Regions from separate parts of the Mus musculus genome. Here region 2 is linked to region 1. A link is a contact called in public HiChIP or PLAC-seq data. All regions are on one chromosome and are shown on one strand. Each heading gives the region's core, a stretch centred on a gene start, on an enhancer-like site or on the middle of the called end of the contact. The rest is flanking DNA. Distances are from core to core; before and after follow the strand shown. Region 1 overlaps Heg1 (heart development protein with EGF-like domains 1). Region 2 has its middle 54 kb from the start of 1700007L15Rik.

Evidence for each region. HiChIP or PLAC-seq counts read pairs in DNA pulled down with a chosen protein or histone mark.
Region 2: a contact with region 1 is called in an H3K27ac HiChIP or PLAC-seq map of extraembryonic endoderm stem cells, with 4 times the contacts expected there. The contact joins two enhancer-like sites. A contact is called at or near these places in 4 of 484 Hi-C or Micro-C datasets (bone marrow-derived macrophages, embryonic fibroblasts, liver and 1 more), 4 of 115 datasets of contacts at active chromatin or transcription factors (embryonic basal ganglia, extraembryonic endoderm stem cells, pancreatic cancer cells and 1 more) and 1 of 9 other capture datasets (embryonic stem cells).

What each region holds. Positions count from the first base shown.
Region 1 is chr16:33,757,827-33,764,664 of GRCm38.p6, reverse strand. Heg1 (heart development protein with EGF-like domains 1) reads right to left here. Exons shown (of 15, transcript NM_175256.5): 13 at 3,820-3,907; 14 at 1,049-1,223. Among named protein-coding and RNA genes, the nearest start is that of Muc13, 33 kb to the left of the region's middle. Within about 2 kb of position 3,839, at least 36 of the 459 cell types and tissues checked have an H3K27ac peak or open chromatin away from gene starts, as enhancers often do. A contact at or near this core is called in extraembryonic endoderm stem cells, where this site is marked.
Region 2 is chr16:33,322,958-33,329,795 of GRCm38.p6, reverse strand. No RefSeq gene overlaps it. Among named protein-coding and RNA genes, the nearest start is that of 1700007L15Rik, 54 kb to the left of the region's middle. Within about 2 kb of position 3,000, at least 47 of the 459 cell types and tissues checked have an H3K27ac peak or open chromatin away from gene starts, as enhancers often do. A contact at or near this core is called in extraembryonic endoderm stem cells, where this site is marked.

The DNA.
Region 1 (6,838 bases), core at 2,590-5,089:
GCAGACTGATTAGCGGTCACCTGACATCTGTTTATCTTTCGGTTCAGATAGCCCCATTTGTGTCTGCTTTATGGCTGACGCGGTGTAATTAAAGACGAATCAAATGGAATAGAAATAAGAGCTGTGTTATCTTCCGTGCAGGGCAGGAGAAGCTTAAAGCAGTGGTTCTCAACCTGTTAGTCTTGCCCCTTGGGGGGGTGGGGGTGGGGGTCAAATGACCTTTTCAGAGGGGTTGTCTCAGACCATCAGAAAACACATACTTAAATTACAACTCATAACAGTAGAAAAATTACAGCCATGAAGTAGCAACAGAAATAATTTTATGGTTGGGGGAATCACAGCATGAGGAACTGTGTTTAAGGGTCGCGCAACATTAGGAAGGCTGAGAACCACTGGCTTAAGGTAAGCTCTCAGCTTTCACACTGATGTGGCTGGGCTAGGGGAGCCAATTATTAAAGACCTACTGAGTTTCTAAAACCTACATGGTGAAGATAGTCTTGAGTCTCTCTTGCTATGCCTCTCCCAGCCCAGAGTTTTGACTGACAAAGCCCAGGAGATGAGATTCAAGATAGCAAAGGAGATAACAGAGAGAGGAGGGCAAGGGGCTGGAGCGACTTTCTCCCTCTGAAGTTTCTGTTCCTATTCTTTTGTTTTTTGTTTGTTTGGTTTTGGTTTTTCAAGACAGGGTTTCTCTGTATAGCCCTCGCTGTCCTGGAACTCACTCTGTAGACCAGGCTGGCCTCGAACTCAGAAATCCGCCTGCCTCTGCCTCCCAAGTGCTGGGATTAAAGGCGTGCGCCACCATGCCCGGCTTCTGTTCCTATTCTTAAAGCTAAGTTTGGGAATTATGACTCCCACTCCCTAAAAGTAACTTACTCTGTGGCAGTGTCCCTCATACTCACACTGAAGAACTCCATGTCACCAGGCCACCACTAAACCGAACAATCAGTAAGCAGTGTGTCTTAGAGGCTGACGTCACCGTTCCGGTAAAGCCTTCCGGTGACCCCTGAGCTGGGGAGCCCTGAAGCCGGCTGCCACAGACACCTACCGAGTAGTACACGTCTGTCATCTGCAGGAGGTTTTTGGTGCTTCCGTTCTCGTGCATTTCAATGGCTTCTCGGCCCCACTCTTGCGAGCGAGGATTCTTGGGGACATCGGTGTATGGGGACATTTGGAAGTCCCCACTTTTGAAGATGAGTTTACTTATGTCATTTTTACTCTTTCTGTGAGAATTAAAAAAAATGTGCAACAAGATTCTATCAATAGGTTGTGTCAAGACATGACATCTTCGACAAGACTGAGTGTCATTTGCAATGTAAATAAGACTGGGAACCTAGTATAATTTAGTATTTGACTAAAACACTAAAACTGCCATGAGGAGTCCCCTCTGCCATTCAAAAAAAGATGCAAAAAAGATTTTCCCAATGTAAAGAGTCTAAAGGGGGCATGAAGATGACCCTGGAGGAGCTGTTAGTGTCCTGTCCTCTGGGAGAAGAGGGCGCTGTGCCCTTGGGGTAGCCAGGGAGACAGGAATCAGCGTTCACAGACTATGGAGGGACAGCAACTCCGTGATGGTTAAATATCAGAAGCCACAGGTGAAGCATCAGTGCTGTGCTTGCGTTTCCAGAATGGGGGGGGGGGGCAGAACACAGGGTGGCTCTGGCTTAGGAAGACTTAGCCCCTGGCTCACCAGGTGGCTACTAGTGACCTGGGATGGAGCTGGCCTCTCCTCTCCGCAGCCAATGTTTTATTTACAACTTAACAAACCACAAAAACCTCAGGAGGAGGGGGCACCTGCTTACAGACTCTCCACGTTGTCCTTTCAGGAGCTCAGAAACTGTGAGGTTTTATGGCTTAGCTATGGTTAAGACAACGGTCTTAAACCCTAAGACAACCAAGGATCAGAAACAATTATGTTTCTTTGAGGCTTTGAAGGCTGTTGTTCCTTCTTCAGCACTTTAAGTCCCTGGGAAAAGCACAGAAACGACTCTGCCTTCAGTGCTGGCTTCCTCCAGGCTCAGAGCAGGCTGCCACCGCTTCCCATTCACTAACCAAGAGTCCAGGTTCCCTCCTAAAACGACTACACGGCTGTGGTAGAGAATGTTGCCAATGCAAGGCCCATGTGCCCCAGCTGCCAGGCTCTGTTTCTCTGGGTAACTGCCCTCAACGGGGTCACGTTTACCTTTAATGGTAATCTACGAAGGGATACTTAAAGGCAGTTGATTATTCTCGGCGGCCTTTCTGGAGGCCGAGGATGCCTTAAAATGTCTCTTTAACACTGGCACACACACAAAAAAGATAACTAGCGATTTTGGAAAGGTCCCTCCAGCTGTCACGTACAAATAATTCTTTCCTTTTGGTATCATCTAAATCAATGACTGTAATGTTCCTTTACTTGAACAGATAATTGAGACAAGGGGGAATTCCTTCTTTCTTTCCCTTCCTTCCTCATGGAAACTCTATTGCAGGAAGCCTGGAGCTGAGGTTCATCCAAAAAAGGTCCTACTTTTTTACTGCTAAAATAGTTCAGGTAGTTCCTTTCCTTCCTCTGTCTGCTTCTCTCTGTACACACACAGCTCTGAGACGACTGACGAAACCATACAATGTACTCATAAAATTTTTTTTAAAACATATTCACAGTGGTGTGACCATTGTCACCTCCAGAAGTCTCAGACCCCTTATCAATCAACCCCAGTTGCCCAACTTCTCCACCCTGACCTCTGCCCTAGATTCCCACTGGCCTACTTTCTGTCTCAATTAGATGCAGAGACTCTTATAACTCCTATTCCTATCGCACTTCAGATGATCTTTTGAGATGCCTCGTTTCCCTGAGAACAAGGGTTTGAAGGTTCACATGTGTCAGTCGGTGGCTGACAGAATGTGGCTCTGTCACATCTGGGTTTTGTACCCGTAGGCGCTAGGACTGCTCCCCTCCCCACCCCCTTTTGACTCTCAGGAATAGGACTGTTGTGAATACCCAGGTCCAAGTTCTTGTGTAGATGACTCATAAGCATCTCCTGGGACTGGGAGTCCTGGGTTTACCAGACATTCAAAGCTGCTTTTCTTTCTTCTATCCCTGCCAGCCATGTGTGCCTAAGGACTCCAATTCTGCCACATTCTCATCAACATTCCTTATTTTCTGTTATTTATTTATTTAAAGACACTTCTTGCTGCGTAGTCCTGGCTGTCCGGGAACCTGGAACCCACTATGTAGACTAGGTTGACCTAGGAGATCCAACTGTCTCTGCTTCCTGAGTGCTGGGATTAAAAATGTGTGTGAACAAGTTTGGTTGTATTTTAAAAAAACAAAACAAAACAAAACAAAACAGCTGCCTGTATTCCTGGCCGGCTTTGCACTTGCTTTATAGCTAAGGATGATTTTGAATTCTTGATTCTTCTTGCCTTTCCATCCCGGGCTGGGATCATAAGGAGGACAACACTTTGTTCTTTAGTTCTGCATGGCTGCGGAGCATGCGCAGGGACGACACTTTGCTTTGTTCTTTGGTTCTGCATGGCCGCGGAGCATGCGCAGGGCTTCACGCACGCTAGGCAAGCGCTCTACTAACTGAGCCATGTCCTCAGCTCCAGAGTTTGTTTTTGATTTTGATAAAGTCCTTTTTATTTTGTTGCTTTGGAGACAGGGTCTTACTATGTAGTCCAGGCTTGCCTAGAACCTGCTATAAACCCAGGCTGTCCTCAGAGTCATCTTCCTTCTGCCTCAGTCTCCCAAGTGCTAGTTTACCCAAGGTTCAGAATCCACCTTCGCATAGTAGCACAGGTCCTGAAAGGGGGATCTAAATGAGAGGTCTCACCACTCACCTGCAACAGGTAACAATGAGTGCCACGCCCAGGATGAGCAAGAGGCCACCTCCTGCGGCTGCGATCACCACAGTGATGAGCTGATAGGCTAAACACAGAAGACAAAGGAAAAAAAAACAAACAGGGCTGATTGGCAGGAGGTCCTCAGTCCTAAGTAAGCCTCCACCCACCCCACCTCCGCAGCATGGCCCTAGCTGCTCTCTCCCACTGCCTGCTCTCTGGCCCAGAGATCCTCCAAGGCTAGAGTTCTGCTTTCTTTGCAGTGAGAGGATTCCCTCTTTCAGCTCCAAATTTCTTTCTCTAGAGCAATCCTAATGACGTCACTAAACCAGAAAAGAGACAGGCAACCATCAAGTTTCCCCAAACTGTTCTGAAAGACTTTACTCTTATTCCCCCTCTCACTTGGGTGCTTGCTTTTTATCACGTGAAAATTATACATCTGGAAATTTAACTTTTTATCTTGATGGTAATTAGTGAAGATAAAGATTTGTGCTTCACCCTGGAGGCAGAGGCAGCCTGATCTGCATGGTGAGTTCCAGCCAAGCCAGGGCAACAGTGAGACCCTGCTTCAACAAAACAAAACAAAACACCAGATGTTTGATTCAGTTTTAGAGTCTTACTTGGTAAAACAGAACAGAGACAGGTTAAACTCTTCAATTTCAAAAGAAATGTTACGTCTGCTAAGTCCAGAGTCTGGGTTCACTGTGTAAAGCATGCCAGAGACACAGGAGGCTCCTTATACATTGATTTAATTACCAGAAATTAGCACTGATAGAAGCATATATTATATATAATAATGCTAACATATCTAATTAGTTGGGTTTTATATCTGTATATTGTAGCAAAATTTATGATAGATTATATTAAATTTTCTATTTTTGTATGGATATAAAATTAAAATTGGTTTCTCAGGTTACAAGATCTAGTTTGAAAGACCAATAACTAGATTTTTTTCTTTTTAAAAAAAATACACATTTTATATTTCATTACCAATGTTTTATTCAACTATTTGTCTGTGACCAAAGAGACCAGGTAAGGACATCAGGATCCGCTGGGACAGTTACAGAGGGTTGTGAGCCATCACGTAGATTCTGGGAGTGGAACCCAGATCCTCTGTAAGAGCAGACCTGTGCTCTTTCCCACTGAGCCATCTCTCTAGCCCCAAACGACCAGACTCTTTTTTTTTTTTTTTTTTTTTTTTGAGACAGGGTTTCTCTGTATAGCCCTGGCTGTCCTGGAACTCACTTTGTAGACCATGCTGGCCTCGAACTCAGAAATCCGCCTGCCTCTGCCTCCCGAGTGCTGGGATTAAAGGAGTGCACCACCACGCCCGGCATAACCAGACTCTTTAAAGTGTTCTAAGACTGATCCATGATCTGCAGGCATGGTTATAAAGTCAAGGCCATGGCACAGCTCTCCTGCTCTTGTCCTGTCTGGATGAACTCATAGATCAGGGGCTATGAGTAGAACATGCAGACGATAAGCTATGCACCCCTTATCTATCCTTTTATTTAAACAAGCCACAAAGAGGCCAGATTATTATGAAAAAGATTAGTTCTGCAATATAGAGGGAACAAGGTCAAATCATGGGATGTGTCCCTCTTCTTCCTTGACTCTGATATATGCGTCCAGATATCCTTCGTATGTGTCAACTCCTGCTGTATTATAACTTTTACATAATTATCTTCAATTTCATATATTAGTGTGTGTGCACACGTGTGCACACGTGAGTGAAAAGACAAGCCTCTTCGAAGTAGCCATTGTTCATTTTTAAAAAAAAAAATATTTATTTTATGCACTTAATTAATAGATACCTATATTATGCATCACTGACCATGGAGATCAGAAATGGGCATTGGATTTCTTGAAACTGGAGTTACGAATGGTTGTGAGCCATTATGTGGGTGCTGGGAATAGAACCTTGGTGCTCTTAACCACTAAGCCATCACTTCAGTCCTCACCCCCATCCCTTTTAAAGAATTTTTAAAAATCATTTGTATATTTGTATGCGTGTGTCTGTGTGTGCTTTGTGTATGTGCCAGAAGAGGGTGGCAGACCCCAAGGAGCTGGAGCTACAGGGAGTTGTGAACAACCCAAGTTGGGGCTTGAACTCTAGTCCTCTGGAAGAGCAGCTCGTGTACTTAACCCCACACCATCTTTCCAGCCGGCATCTCTACCAGCTCTGCCCTGAGCTCCTGTCATGTCTTCTCTGGACAGCAAGTCTGACCTTGCTGTTTCTTCTTTTAAGAGACTTTGGTGGCTCCCAGTGCTCTACTTACTTATTTATTTACTTACTTATTTTCATTTTTGAAACAAAGAGTCATGGATAGCCCAGGTGGGCTTCTATATTACTATTTAGCCAAGGATGCCCTTGAACTCCTGCTAGCCTCTACATTCAGAGTGCTGGGGTTACAGGCAATCACATCTGGTTTCTCTGTGCCCTGTGCCCCCTTTTTGGACAGGTAGCCAAGACTGGCTGTGAACTTGTGCTTTCTGCCTCTCTATCTCTCAAGTGTTGGGATTACAGGCCTGTGTCACCATGCCTGGCTCCCCTGGCCTTTTTTTTTGGGGGGGGGGGTGTTTGTTTGTTTGTATTGTTGTATATGTGTGTGCTATCAGGGAAATCTCTCTGTAGACCAGGCTGGTCTTGAACTCAGAAGTCCACCTGCCTCTGCCTTCCAAGTGCTGGAATTAAATGTGAGTATTACCATTGCCTGGCTGTCTTTTTAAATTGAGATAGGCTCTCATTAGCCTAGTAGCTTATACTTACACTTACTATGTAGCCCAGGCAGGTTCTAAATTGAAATGATCCTCCTGTTTGAGTCTGGGATTACAGCCATGTGCTACCATGCCCAGCTTTTTCTTCTCTTAAAAAGCAAAATCTAAACTGGGCAACGGTGATGCATGCCTTTAATCCCAGCACTCAGAGGCAGAGACAGGAAGATATATGTAAAGTCAAGGCCAACTTGATCTACAGAGTGAGTTTCAGGACAGCCAGGGCAACCCTGTCTCAAAAAAA
Region 2 (6,838 bases), core at 1,751-4,250, 430 kb after region 1:
TGCCCAGGCCTCAGCCATCAACAGGGCCCTCAGCAACAGCCCAGACTACCCATGTCCACATGGCCTTTGGTGGTAATATGGAACATGGACATTGACATAGACCCCTGCTGAAGCAGGACCGTGAACCCAGACTCTGAGACTTAATTATACATGAATAAACGCCTAGGCCATAAGCTTGGGTGTGTTCCCAGCTAGATCTTAGCTACCCAACTTAATCCTGTATAAGCCTGCCATCAGTCTAGTTACCTCTCCTCAGTTTCTTCAGTCTTCCTGAGTTTGGGGTGAATAGCTTCCTGTGCCTAATTCCATCCCCAAGTTCTCTCTCCCTACCAGAACTCCCACCTCCTATTTCCTGCCTCAACTCATTGGCAATCAGAATTTTATTGACAGGTGATTCTCCCTACCGAGCACCTCTGTCCGTGATGGTGGGTGGAATCACTGCACTGTGGTGGACTAGGAAGCAAAACAAGGCTAGAACTAAGGGCTAGCCAAACCTTCAGGGGCACACATCTTTAATCTCAGCACTTGGAGGCAGACACAGGTGGAATTCTTTTTTCTTTTTCTTTTTTGGTTTTTCCAGACAAGGTTTCTCTGTGTAGCCCTGGCTGTCCTGGAACTCACTCTGTAGACCAGGCTGGCCTTGAACTCAGAAATCCACCTACCTCTTCCTCCTGAGTGCTGGGATTAAAGGCATGCCCCACCACTGACGGGCATTTCTTTGAGTTAAAGGCCAGCCTCGTTTATATAGTAACTTCCATGCCAGCCAAGACTACACGATGAGACCTGCTAAGGCCTTCATGGCTTTGGGATTGACCTGACTGGGGTAACACTTTCCACAGAGACCCTGTCTCAGAGCTTATACATCCCAGTGGCTGCACAGACCTCTAAACACAGCCGCACAAGCATCCAAAACACAAGTCTATGGGGGACATTTCAGATTTAAATCACAACAGCCTGGATTCTGTCCTCACTGGACTCCCATAGCCCCAGGCCCTTTTAGCCTCAGCATCCCTAAAGATCCCTCCAGAGGTGCTTCCCCAGAGACAGCATTTCCTGATGCATTAGTTACCGTCCCCCTTACTGTAACCAGAAACCTGACTAAATCAACTCTGAGGGGACTGAGGTGGTTTGAATGAGAATATCCTCAAATTGGTCCTGACATCTGAATACTTGGTCCCCAGTTTGGGGAAGCTTAGAAGGTGTGGCCTTGCAGTGGAAGTGAGTCACTGGTGGCTGTCTTGAGAGTTTATAAAAGACTCATGCCATCTCAGGTTAGCTCTCTCTGCCTCCTGTTTGTGGCTTAAGATGTGAGCCCTCGGGCTGGAGAGAGTGCTGGCTGCTCTTCCAGAGGTCCTGAGTTCAATTCCCAGCAAACACATGGTGGCTCACAACCATCTATAATGAGATCTGATGCCCTCTTCTGGTGTGTCTGAAGACAGCTACAGTGTACTCACATGCATTAAATAAATAAATCCTTAATAATAATAATAATAATAATAATAAAAGATGTGAGCCCTCAGCCATCAGTTTCTAGCTCCACTTGCCAAGCCTGCCTGCTGCCTCACGTCCCTAGTGATGAACTCCTATTCCTCAGGAATTGTAGCCCCAAATGAACCCCTCTTCCTGGACTTCTTTGGTCCTGGCAATAGAAAAACACCTAAAATGGGATACAACCATGGTAGCTGGGAGTCATGGTCACAGGAGTAGGCAGTTGATGGTTATTGTTCATCCAAAGCCAGGGAGAGAGGGAGAGAGAGGGAGAGAGAGGGAGAGAGAGAGAGAGAGAGAGAGAGAGAGAGAGAGAGAGAGAGAGAGATGTTTTTCCTTTTCCCATTCTTATTAAGTTGATATTCTCAGCCCATGGAAGGGCCCTACCTTCTTTCAGGCCGAGTCAAACCTCTCTGGAAGTATCCTCAGATATCTGGCCACTTCTGTGTCTCTTAGGTGATTTAAAATCCATTTTAAATGACAATAAAGATTGACTATGCCAGGCAGTGGTGGCGCATGCCTTTAATCCCAGTACTTGGGAGGTAGAGACAGGCAGATTTCTGAGTTCAAGTCCAGCCTGGTCTATAGAGTGAGTTCCAGGACAGCCAGGGCTACACAGAGAAACCCTGTCTGGAAAAAAAAAAAAAAGATTGACTATTACACTCTATTTTTAAAGGCTTACATGTATATATGAGTATGTGCCTTCATGTACAGATGAGAACTACATCAGAGTAGTACCCAAGGAGGACGGAAGAGGGCACTGGATCCTCTGGAACTGGAGTTACATTTGGTTGTGAGCTGCTGTGTGGGTGCTTGGAACTGAACTGCCAGATCCCCTAAAAGAACGGTAACCACTCCTAACCAATGAGCGTGTCTGCAGGCCCTCACACTCTGCAGGAGTAGGACTGATGTATTCCCCCTCCCTCCATGCCTCCCTCCAGTGGAAAGCCCCGCTCCAATCTGCTTACTTTGCTCAGGTCTTAAGTCTGATCTCCACGTTGGCACAAGGCCAGTTTTACCAATAAGACCCTGCTTTGTCTGTCTATGTGATGTCTCGAATTCTCAAAGAAAGCTGCTCAAGAATTGGCACACGCCTTTAATCCCAGCACTCGGGAAGCAGAGGCAGGCGGATTTCTGAGTTCGAGGCCAGCCTGGTCTACAAAGTGAGTTCCAGGACAGCCAGAGCTATATGGAGAAACCCTGTCTCGGAAAAAAAAAAAAAAAAAAAAGAATTTCGTTATTTTAGTCTAATGAGAGAGAAAGAGAAAGAGAAAGAGAAAGAGAAAGAGAAAGAGAAAGAGAAAGAGAAAGAGAAAGAGAAAGAGAGATGGGAGGGAGAGAGAGAGAGAGTCATGTCCAGCCTGGCAGTGTGAGTACTTTGCTACCAGAGAAGCAGGAAATTTATTTGGGGGAAAAAAAGCCACACAGCTGCGTTCCCTCTGTTCAGGGCTTAACACATTCCTCACAGTGAGCAGACATTCTTCCCTAGGATACGGAATGTGGCATTCAGTGAGCATATTCCCCACCTGCTCACCTTCCTTGTGGCTCTCACATTACTCACAAGGAAGAGGCCTGTCTCTGAGAGGGAGTGTTTGACTCAGTGCGGTCTAACTCTCGATTTAGCTGGTTCTGGCCGGAGAACTTGGCAGCTTCGCCAACGTCCTTGGCTGGCACATGGAAGACGTTTTCAATGTGAGGCTCAGTGGGGACGTAAGGGTTAATGTGTACATGCAAATGGGCACACGTCAAGGGTGCACATGCAAGTGCACACATACCAAATCCCATGTTTATCATGTTCTCTGGCTGCGATTCAAAACAAGGGACTACCTGTTGCCGGCTAGGTGCTCATCTTCGAAGTGGCTCTGGAGAAGTCCCTGCTCTGTGTCATTTTAAAACGGAAGGTTGTTCAAGTTGCACCACGTCTTCAGAGGTGTGCAGACCAGGAGGGGAGCTATTAAATCCAGTCGGCCTGCATCAATAGCCCGTGGTTGCCAACTGCAGGTTGGTTGGTGTTCTGGGAAGCACAGCATACAGCTTTCTAATCAAAGGGCCCATTGTTCCAGATCCCAATTATCCCAGCCCGGCTTGTCACGAACTCTGAGGTGCACACCCTGCCTACTCTGGAAAGTGGTCATGTGTTTAGGAGATTCAAGCCTTGTCACGTTATCTCAACCCCTTGGAGGATTAGGATACACGCAGAGGCAGCTAGCTGGCAGCTTCCTGGTAGAGCTTTTACCAGTTTTCCCCTAAATGTGCACAGACTCAAAGAGGGAAAGGCCTCTCAAGTCGATCAGACAGTGAAAGCACGTGAATCCAGCAAGTACCCAGTAAACAGTCACTGCCTTTGAAAAACCTCCAGACCAGGCACTCCCCCAACCTTTGTCTTACTATTACTGTGTAAGAGATTACACGCCCCAAATTGGCCAGGTGTGGTGGTACACATTGTTAATCCCAGCACTCAGGAGGCAGAAGCAGATCTCTGTGAGTTCAAGGCCAGCCTGGTCTACATGTTGTGTTCTAGGACAGCCAGAGTTACACAGACAATCTTGTCTCAGGAGAGGAAGAAAGGAAAGGAGGGAGGGAGGGAGGGAGGGAGGGAGGGAGGGAGGGAGGGAGGGAGGGAGGGAGGAAGGAAGGAAGGAAGGAAGGAAGAAAGGAAGGAGAGAGGGAGAGAGAACAGAGAGGGAGAGGAGGGGAGAGGGAGGGGAGGAAGGGATGAAAGAAAAAGAAAACCTCCTCAAAATATAGTGTCTTAAAATGACACAGTTCTTACCATCTTGAGTCTCTGTGGGACTGGAATCCAGGTGCAGCTTTTCTGGATGCGCTGGCTTCAGGTTCGTCAAAAAGCCACAGTTATGCCAAAGCTCCCTTAAAGACATATCTTTAAGATTCAGTTCCTCGAGGGCTTTGGCACTGAGGGTCCCTGTTTCTAACAGTGCAGGTCAAACCACACCACAGAAACTTTAAATCGAGGATAAGCAGCAATGCCCCACTCACCCTCCCCACCCCCAACACACTGCTTCGAGTCCAAGGATATCTTAAAGGTGTAGAACTACACAATTGCATTTGTATCTCTTTCTATGATGTCTTCAACGATTCATCCACTCGGTGACTAGACTTGGACTTGTCCAGTATCAAGCACTATTCTCTTCCCCCTTCCCTTTCTCCCTCTTGCTCTGGCCCCGCTTGCTCGCTCTGGACTCTGCTTGCTCCCGGCTCTACTTGCCCTGAGCCCTGTTCAATCCGGGGCCCCGAAACAAGCACCATTTTGGGTAATAGGAATAGAGAAATAGGATGATAAAACAAAGTAACCTGATTATGGAGTTCACAATCCAAGAGAGAAGATAGAAAATATACAAGGGGAGAAGGATTACATAGCAACTAGTCTCTCTGTCTGTCTGTCTTTCGGATTTATTTAGGGGGCTGGAGAAATAGCTCAGCAGTTAAAAGCACTTGTTTATTCCTTTTTCTTTCTTTCTTTTTGAGAATTGGTATTTTATTTATTTTTATGTACACTGGCATTTTGCCTGCAATAGGTTTGTGTGAGGGTGTCAGATCCCCTGAAACTGCAGTTAAAGACAGTTGTAAACTGCCATGTGTGTTCTAGGAATTGAACTCAGGTCCTATGGAAGCAGCCAGTGTTCTTACCTGCTGAGCCATCTCTCCAGCCTCTGGTAGAAGACTTCACAGCCAGGCAGTGGAGGCACCTGCCTTTGATCCTAGTACTTGGGAAGGAGAGGCAGGTGAATCTCTGAGTTTGAGGTCAACTTGGGCTATAGAACAAGTTCCAGGACAGCCAGGGCTACACAGTGAGACCCAATTTGGAAAAACAAGCAAGCAAACAAGAAAGAGGACTGGAACCACTCTTTCCCCTATAAGTCCTAGTTCCTTTCCCTAACAAAACAGGAATTGAAATTATGTAGCAGATGAGATTATAAGAATCAGAAAGCTGGTTGAAGATGACAAAGACATCAATTAGCGATGCAGTTCAACTGCTGTCCACAGAAATCAGAACTGACGGAGAACCTGTCACCGCAGTCTCTCCTGTTCCTACTGACCTACTGAGCTGGAGGCAATGGTGGATGCCTCAGCAGACGGCGGCAGACCAGGCTGGACAATTCTGTCTCACTGGTTCCACATGTGCAGAACCTGGGAGGGTGAAGCCTGTGAGAAAATGCTACCAAATAAAAGAAAGGTCGAGTCTTCTCATCTCTAAAGAACGAGTCTCCTATACACACACACACACACACACACACACACATCAAATTACTGCAAAACAAGAAGAAACTGTTAGGGAATCATTTGGCGTCATCACTAGAAAGGAAAAAAAAAAGACGTCTTTCATAAAAAACAATGAAAAGAAAGCAGGGGAAAGTGATAGGTTTTCAGCTGGGACCATGAACGCCTGTGGCCAACAAACGGGGGTCATCTCAACAGCCCAGCTGGCTAATTCTAAATACATGGCTTCTCTCTCACCCACTACACCCAACAAACTACTAGAATGGGAAATACAGACTCTCTCTTCCCAACAAAATACTGTTGTTTGCACCTAAGAAGACATAAGAAATATGTTTCCGTATGTCATTAGCTACTTTTTTCTATGATATTTCTATGGCCAGACAGCATGGGCGAGTCAGCATATGCACATATGGAATTTCATTTAATTTAATCTCTTTTGGTGGAAAATTATACATTATTTGGGGCTCGGGAGATGGCTTTATCAAAAAAAGTGCTTTTGACTCAAATAAAAGAACCTGAGTCCGATTTCCCCAGAAGCCATGTTAAAAGCTGCTCAAGGCAGTGTGCACCTGTGCTCCCAGCTCTGGGGCGAGGGCAACAGGGACAGGAGGATCTCTGGGCTTGCTGCCCCGCCATCCAGCTGAATAAGCAAACTCCAGGCTCACTGAGAGACCTTGTCTCACAAAAGCAAGGTTGAGTAAGACATGGGATGTTGTCTACACACACACACACACACACACACACACACACACACACACACAGAGAGAGAGAGAGACAGAGAGACAGAGAGAGAGACAGAGAGAGACACAGAGAGAGACACAGAGAGAAAGAGAATAACTATATACACACACAGTCACACACAAAGGCACAAATATACATAAGTGCACACATACACAAATAGCCACAGGCACACATAGAGGCACAAACACACACAAGTGCACTTGGATACACACACAGACACTTACATACAAAGGCACACATATACACACAGAGGCACAACCATACACAAGTACACACAGGCACTTGCATACACACAGGCAAGGCACACATACACAAATAACCACAGGTATCCACATACACACACAGGCAAAGACACAAACTTGTCTTCATA